Linked DNA regions of Callithrix jacchus: region 1 is linked to region 2. The links are chromatin contacts, called in public Hi-C maps. All regions are on one chromosome and are shown on one strand. Each heading gives the region's core, a stretch centred on a gene start, on an enhancer-like site or on the middle of the called end of the contact. The rest is flanking DNA. Distances are from core to core; before and after follow the strand shown. Region 1 holds the start of ADGRG5 (adhesion G protein-coupled receptor G5). Region 2 overlaps DOK4 (docking protein 4).

Region 1 (2,840 bases), core at 196-2,695, 53 kb after region 2:
TCCCATTTGCCAAAGTCTCCAGGTCCTCTCAGCCTCTAGACTGCACAGGCAGTTTCCATCACCTGGAATGCCTTTGGGCACTTTTTGTCTTAATTTTTATTTTCTAGAGATAGAGTTTGTTGCCCAGGCTGGAGTGCAGCAGTGTAATCATAGTTCACTGCAACCTTGACCTCGTGGGCTCAAGAGATCCCTCCTGCCGCAGCTACAGCCTCCTAAGTAGCTGGTACTCCAGGTACGAACCGCCTTGTCCTGCCCTCCTGGCACTTTTCACGGCTAATTCCTACTCATCATCCTAGTCTCAGCTTGAATGTGATCTCTTCCAGAAAAGCTTCTGTGAAGCCTGTGTCAGGGACTTCCTGTGTGATCCTAGTGCCCCGATTCCCCCACCGCTCAGCTCTGATTGAATGAATGGATTCAGCTCTGCTACAAATCAGCTAACTTCCAGGCAAGCTGCTGCATCCCTCTCCTGCTCAAAGGGATGATTCCTTGGTTATGTTGACTTCTCAGTTGTGGGAGTGGAGGGATCACAGAACTTGGGATTCTCCACCCTGAGGTCTCCGGAAGGAAGTCTGAAGCCCCACGGAGGTAGAGCCCGACCTGGAGAAGTGAAACCACCAGGAAGCCAAGCCTTGACTGGCTCCTGTCTGAGCCCAGCAGCCCCAATTCAGCTCAGCCAATCAGCTCCCCCAACTTGGGAGACAGGAGCGCGAACGCCCCGCCCCCGCCGCGCACCTGGCTGCCCGGCGGCCTCTCCGATCCCACGTCGCGCACAGGCTCGCGCTCCGCCTCCGGCTCAGGGCCTTCGCGCGTGTGGTCGGCGGTGCCCCGGGCGCCCCGCAGCCGCGCCAGCTCGCGGCCCCGTGCCTCGCACTCGCCCTGCGCCTCCTGGCGCTCGCGCCGCGCGCCTGCCAGCTCCTTGGTTAGCGCGTCCAGGCGCTGGCGCAGCTGGCGCACCTCCTCGCGCGCGCGGTTGCGCTCGGCGCGCACCTTGCTCCACTTCTCGCGCCAGTTGGCCGTGCAGTCCGACCACCAGCGCATTGTCTTCTCCATCTGCGCCGCCCGCGCCCGCGCCTCCTCCAGCTCCCGCAGCCGCAGCTCCTCGCGGCTCTCCCAGTCGCCGTCGGCCAGCAGCGGGGGCGCGGGGGGCAGGGGCAGCGCGGGCGGCGGCCCTGGCGAGGGCGTGCCGCTGGGCGGCGTGGGCGGCAGCGAGTCGGCAGGCCCCATGCGCTCTGGCGACGGGCTGCCCAGGATGGTCAGGAGGCTGCCCTTGGACAGCTGAGGAGACTCGGCCAGCCGGGGGCTCGGCCCGTGGCTCATGGTGCGGCCGGGCGGACCCTGGGCTTGAACTCGCGGACCGGCTCACGGGCGGCTCCGGGGACGCGCGACGGACGCGATACCACTGTGCATGATGACGCCGCGCCCCGCTTCTCTCCGGGCAGAGGACGTCTCCTCGGGCCTGTGAGAGAACACAACCATTATCGGACGGTGACCACCATCAGTCCGGAAGATCAGCCGCGCGAAGGGCTCGGTGGAGGGAACAGAATGGCCAAAGGTGAGAGAAAAGAGTTCTGTTCCAGGAGAGTCCCAGTGAGGCAGGACTGCTGGAGCAAGGGCCCGCAGCGGCATCCTCAGTGGCCTCCAGATTCCCCGCCAGTCCCTTCACCCAGCGGCGCTGTTCTGAAACCTTGATCTGTTCTTTATCCTCCCAGTCCCATCTCACACACTGATGTCGTATCTACACTACCATCCCACTCGGCACGGGACTCACGCGGGGACACTGGGCTGCTGCCGGGAGTCGTCTCCCTGCCTCTTCCTGCACTGGGCTGACTCTTATCATCCCTAAACCTCCTCTGAGATATCACCTCCTCCTGGAAGCCCTCCTGGAGTACCTCAGTCCAGGTCCATCAGCCCCTTCTGTGTCTCCATCACTGCGCTAACTTACCTTGTCATTTATGTGTCTCCTCTGTGCCCTTATCCAAGGCTGTGAGAGTTTGCTGTGGGCCGGGACTGGGTCCACTGCTTTAGTCCCAACACATGATAATGACATTTGTGGAGGGCAGGCCACAGGCCAGGCACTGTGCCCATGGCTTTAGTTGAATGATCTCATTTATTCCTCAAAGAGTGGAGGTGAGGAAAACGATTATCTCCACTTATGGTATCTATGAGTCAAATTCAAACTCTGGTAAGGATTTGCTGAATGAATGCATGTCCGGGGGATGATGATGGAAATAAACAGTCCTCAGAGGGCAGGGGCTTCTGAGAGTGCAGCAGGATGTTCCCTCCCCTTCTCTGCCAGAACCACCACCCCTCCCTGACACCCTGACTCACTGCAAACATATCTTGTTCTCTGTCTCACTTTACCTCCCCATCGCCCAGCACTGGGTTCTGCCATTTATGGGCCATTTCCGAGAGGATGTCGGGGCGAGGTGGCTCACACGTGTAATCTCAGCACTTTGGGAAGTCGAGGCAGGTGGATCACCTGGGGTTGGGAGTTCAAGACCAGCCTGACGAACATGGAGAAATCCTGTCTCTACTAAAAATACAGAATTAGTGGGGCATGGTGGTACATGCCTGTAATCCCAGTTACTCGGGAGGCCGAGGCTGGAGAATCGCTTGAACCTCGGAGGTGGAGATTGCCATGAGCCGAGACTGTACCATTGCACTCTAGTCTGGGCAATAAGAGTGACAATCTGTCTCAAAAATAAATACATAAATAAATAAAAAGTAAATGAGAGGCATGTCCCTCTCTGTCCCCAACCTGAACCAGTCTCCCTCCATAGCAGCCTCTGGTGACTGCCACCAACAGCCCCTTGGGACATCACACCTTTCCTTCCCCATTA
Region 2 (3,172 bases), core at 49-2,548:
GCACTTGACGTTGCTGATCTCTGTCACCTGGGACAGCATCCACAAGGGACTTAGCCAGGCGGGCGCCTCTCTCTGCATCCCCCACAGCTCTGCCACCCCCAGGAGGGTGTGCAGACCTCAGGCCTCAGCAGACCGCCTTTGCTTACAGGTTGGGGGAGCTAGGGCCCAGGCCTCCTAACCTTGGGGCAGCCCCGGAGGCACACCGACTTCTCATCCGGATACTTTTCCAGCCGCTGGGGCCCCTTGCTGGAGGATTTCCGGAACACCAGCCAGCACCTCCGGTAGATCTGTGGGGCAAGATGACATGAGCCGACCTCCCTGGACCACTCCCACCCTGCCAGCACGGCCCTGCAGCCACCCCTGCCTGCCACAGGGGGCAGTGCTGCGCAGGGTTCCCTGAAGCCCCAGCCTGAGTGTGTGCACCGCTGAGTTTAGTGAGAGTTGCCAACGTTCATTGAGTGCTTCCTGCTCACACACTGTTACTAACACTCTGCACAGTCTCAGGGCCACTCCTGTTATCATCCCCATTTTATAGATGGGAAAGTGAGGCATCAAAACGCTAAGGAATGGTGATGCTGGTATTTGCAGCAGGCTGTCTAGATCCAGAGCCGACCCTCACAGCCCACTGTAGGATCTGGCCAGGGCTCAGGCAGTGCCAGCCACCACAGAGGGGCCTCCTGGGAACAGGGATTGGATCCTCGCCCCCTGCCAACCTGCACATCCCTGAGCCCCTAGTTCTCTGAGTCAGGTGAGAGCTCTTTACATAGGTAACACTCACTCTTGTCTCTGGGAGCTTCCACTCTTCATTCACTTACCAACCCTGGAGTGTAAGGGGCCCTGTTCCATCTGGGAACCCAAGGCTGTTCGAGGTTAAGGGGCGGAGCTGGGAATCTGGGGCTCCTCCCACAGCATGGTGCCTTCCCTCCTTGTCCGGGCCACTGCCAAGACCCCTGTATCTTAAACCACCTATGTTCTCTGTAGCTTCACGGATTCCTCCCGTGGGGTGAGGAGTAGTGGGGAGGGGAGGGGAGTGGCCACCCTAGGACTGAAGGGACAGACGGGCCTATCATTCACGGTGCAGAGGGTTTGGCCCTAGCCAGCCACCTCAGCTGCCCTTGCACAGCCCCTCCCTCCCGCCTAGGCTCTTTTCTGCCCAAAGTCTGTGGTTGGGGTTTACCTACTCCTTCCAGCGGGCATTCCAGAAGCCTGGCAGAGCCCATTCTCCGGGCATCTCTGGTGTTCCTCTTACTGGAAACAGCAGGGAGACAGTGGCAGCCGAGAGCATGGCAGAGGAGGCCAGGAGACCTCTGGGCCCCATCCCCTCCTCAGCCCTACTGTGTCATGGGTGCACTAGGTCCTTGGCAGGCAAGGTCCCAGGGTGCAGTAGTCCTAGGCAGCCCCCATTTCAAGATGCCCCTCAGAGCCAGGCCATTCCTGGCTCCTCGCTGGTACCCTAGGAGGCATATCTACTCCTGCACCCCTGACCTGGCTTGGCCCCTGTTCTATCCACCTAAACCTCAGCGGCCCTCAGCTCTCAGCTGCAGTGCTCCTTTAAGACAGACGCTGAATTTTATCTTCAGAATCCTCACTCAAACCCTGGTAGCCTCATTAACAGCCGTGGTAAGCAAGTGAATGACCACATGAAGGAACTGCGAATGAATGGATGGATGAATGGATGGATGCTGCCAACCCAGATACACCCTGCCAGGGTGGGCTCCAGGCAGCCCACAGCATCAGGGGCAGAAGGCCTGGGGGCCTGGCACGTCGGTTGCCTGGTTACAGGATACACATTCACAGCCCCAGGGAGCCACGTGCTCAAGAGCCCTCCTTCCCACTTCGCACAGGGCTTTGATCAGTGCTTCAGAAACACTCTGCCACAGCTCTGCCACAGGAGAAAGGCCCTGGCAGGTAGGAGAGCCAGCTCCTGATCTCTTTCAGCCCCTCCCCCTCGCCTCTGTAGGCTGAGATGAGAATGGCTGCTGCAGCCTCTCACACCAGGGGAAGTGAGGCTCCTGTCTTCAGAGGGAAGAGAATTCCCTGCATGGAGAGGACCTGGCCACGCCCCACCCCCCCATCCGGGCTGTGCCCACCTGTCAGCCACTCAGTCTCCCTTGGGAACAGGTTTGATACTGAGCATGAGTGGTTGCCCTGTAGCTGGTGCCTTCTTGGCATGCTCTGCCCTGGGCAAGGCCTCAGCCCACCTGGGGACCTGCTAAGTCTGGGGCCAAAGGAATGAGCAGTGATGTTAGAAGCTAGGCCTCCGCTTCCTTGGGCTCCCTGCCTCGGCCTCAGCTTCTCTTTGTTCTGTGCTCCAAGTCAGTGGGCTGATCCCTCTTTCAGAGGAAGAGTAAAGAGCAAAGTAGCCAATGGCTGCCAGGGCCCAGTCTCAACTAGGTTGAGCCCCAGGGCAGGGAGGCACAGGAGGGGAGGTGGGGCCAGAACCACCCTTTCCAAGGCCAGCCCTGCTCTGTCTGGTACCCAGGTAGGGAAGCCCGGCAGCATCCCCCCACCCTACTCAGGCTGAACCAGGAAGCCTTGAGCAGCCTGAACCTACCTGCGCCTTTAAGGGAATGGGAGAGAGAAGGGAGAGAGGATAGGAGTCCTGGGTCAAACAGGAGACTTGGGTGACCTCCATCACCAGGGCTGTCCTTCCTACAGGGGAAGGGGCAGCTGCCAGACCTGTCTTTGGCAGGGGGGCTTGGCAGAGGAATAGAGGCAGCTCTCAGCCTGGCCGAGATCATTAAGTTGATCCCCGGGGCCTCTGCTCCTGCCTTCTGGGGAGATCTTCACCAGTTGGGGGTCTAAGGGGGTGGGACAGGGTGCATGCCCAGTAAGACCTCTTCTCTATAGCCCCTCCAAGCCCCCAGTTCAGGGACAAGCACCAGGCAAGCACAGAGCCACCCACCAACAACTTGGAGGGAAGCAGCCTGTCCCAGAGCACTGGGCCATTCTACCCAAAGTTCTCATTTAGAAACCACATAAAGATCAGCTTTGGCGCCTCTCATACCAGCCCATCTCCCCCAGCCAGCCACTCCCCTTTTCAAACACTTCTTTGACATTAAAAAAGACAATCAAAAATATGCTAAAGATCTGCACACGGAAAGCAGTCAGAAGCAAGGGGAGAGGAGGTACTGAAAAGAAAAGAGGCTAGGAGAGGTGAGGGGGGGCTGGG

The links. A called contact is a pair of places that touch in the nucleus more often than the background predicts.
Region 1: a contact with region 2 is called in a Hi-C map of skeletal muscle, with 4 times the contacts expected there. The contact joins the promoter of ADGRG5 here to the enhancer-like site in region 2. A contact is called at or near these places in 3 of 3 Hi-C or Micro-C datasets (induced pluripotent stem cells and skeletal muscle).

Annotation. Positions count from the first base shown.
Region 1 is chr20:15,408,043-15,410,882 of calJac240_pri, forward strand. ADGRG5 (adhesion G protein-coupled receptor G5) reads left to right here and starts at 1,446. Exons shown (of 13, transcript XR_004737308.3): 1 at 1,446-1,552. CCDC102A (coiled-coil domain containing 102A) reads right to left here. Exons shown (of 9, transcript XM_054248447.2): 2 at 733-1,456. The coding sequence starts at 1,317.
Region 2 is chr20:15,355,068-15,358,239 of calJac240_pri, forward strand. DOK4 (docking protein 4) reads right to left here. Exons shown (of 9, transcript XM_054248620.2): 3 at 180-287; 4 at 1-27. Among named protein-coding and RNA genes, the nearest start is that of DOK4, 8.6 kb to the right of the region's middle. Within about 2 kb of position 1,299, at least 5 of the 16 cell types and tissues checked have an H3K27ac peak or open chromatin away from gene starts, as enhancers often do.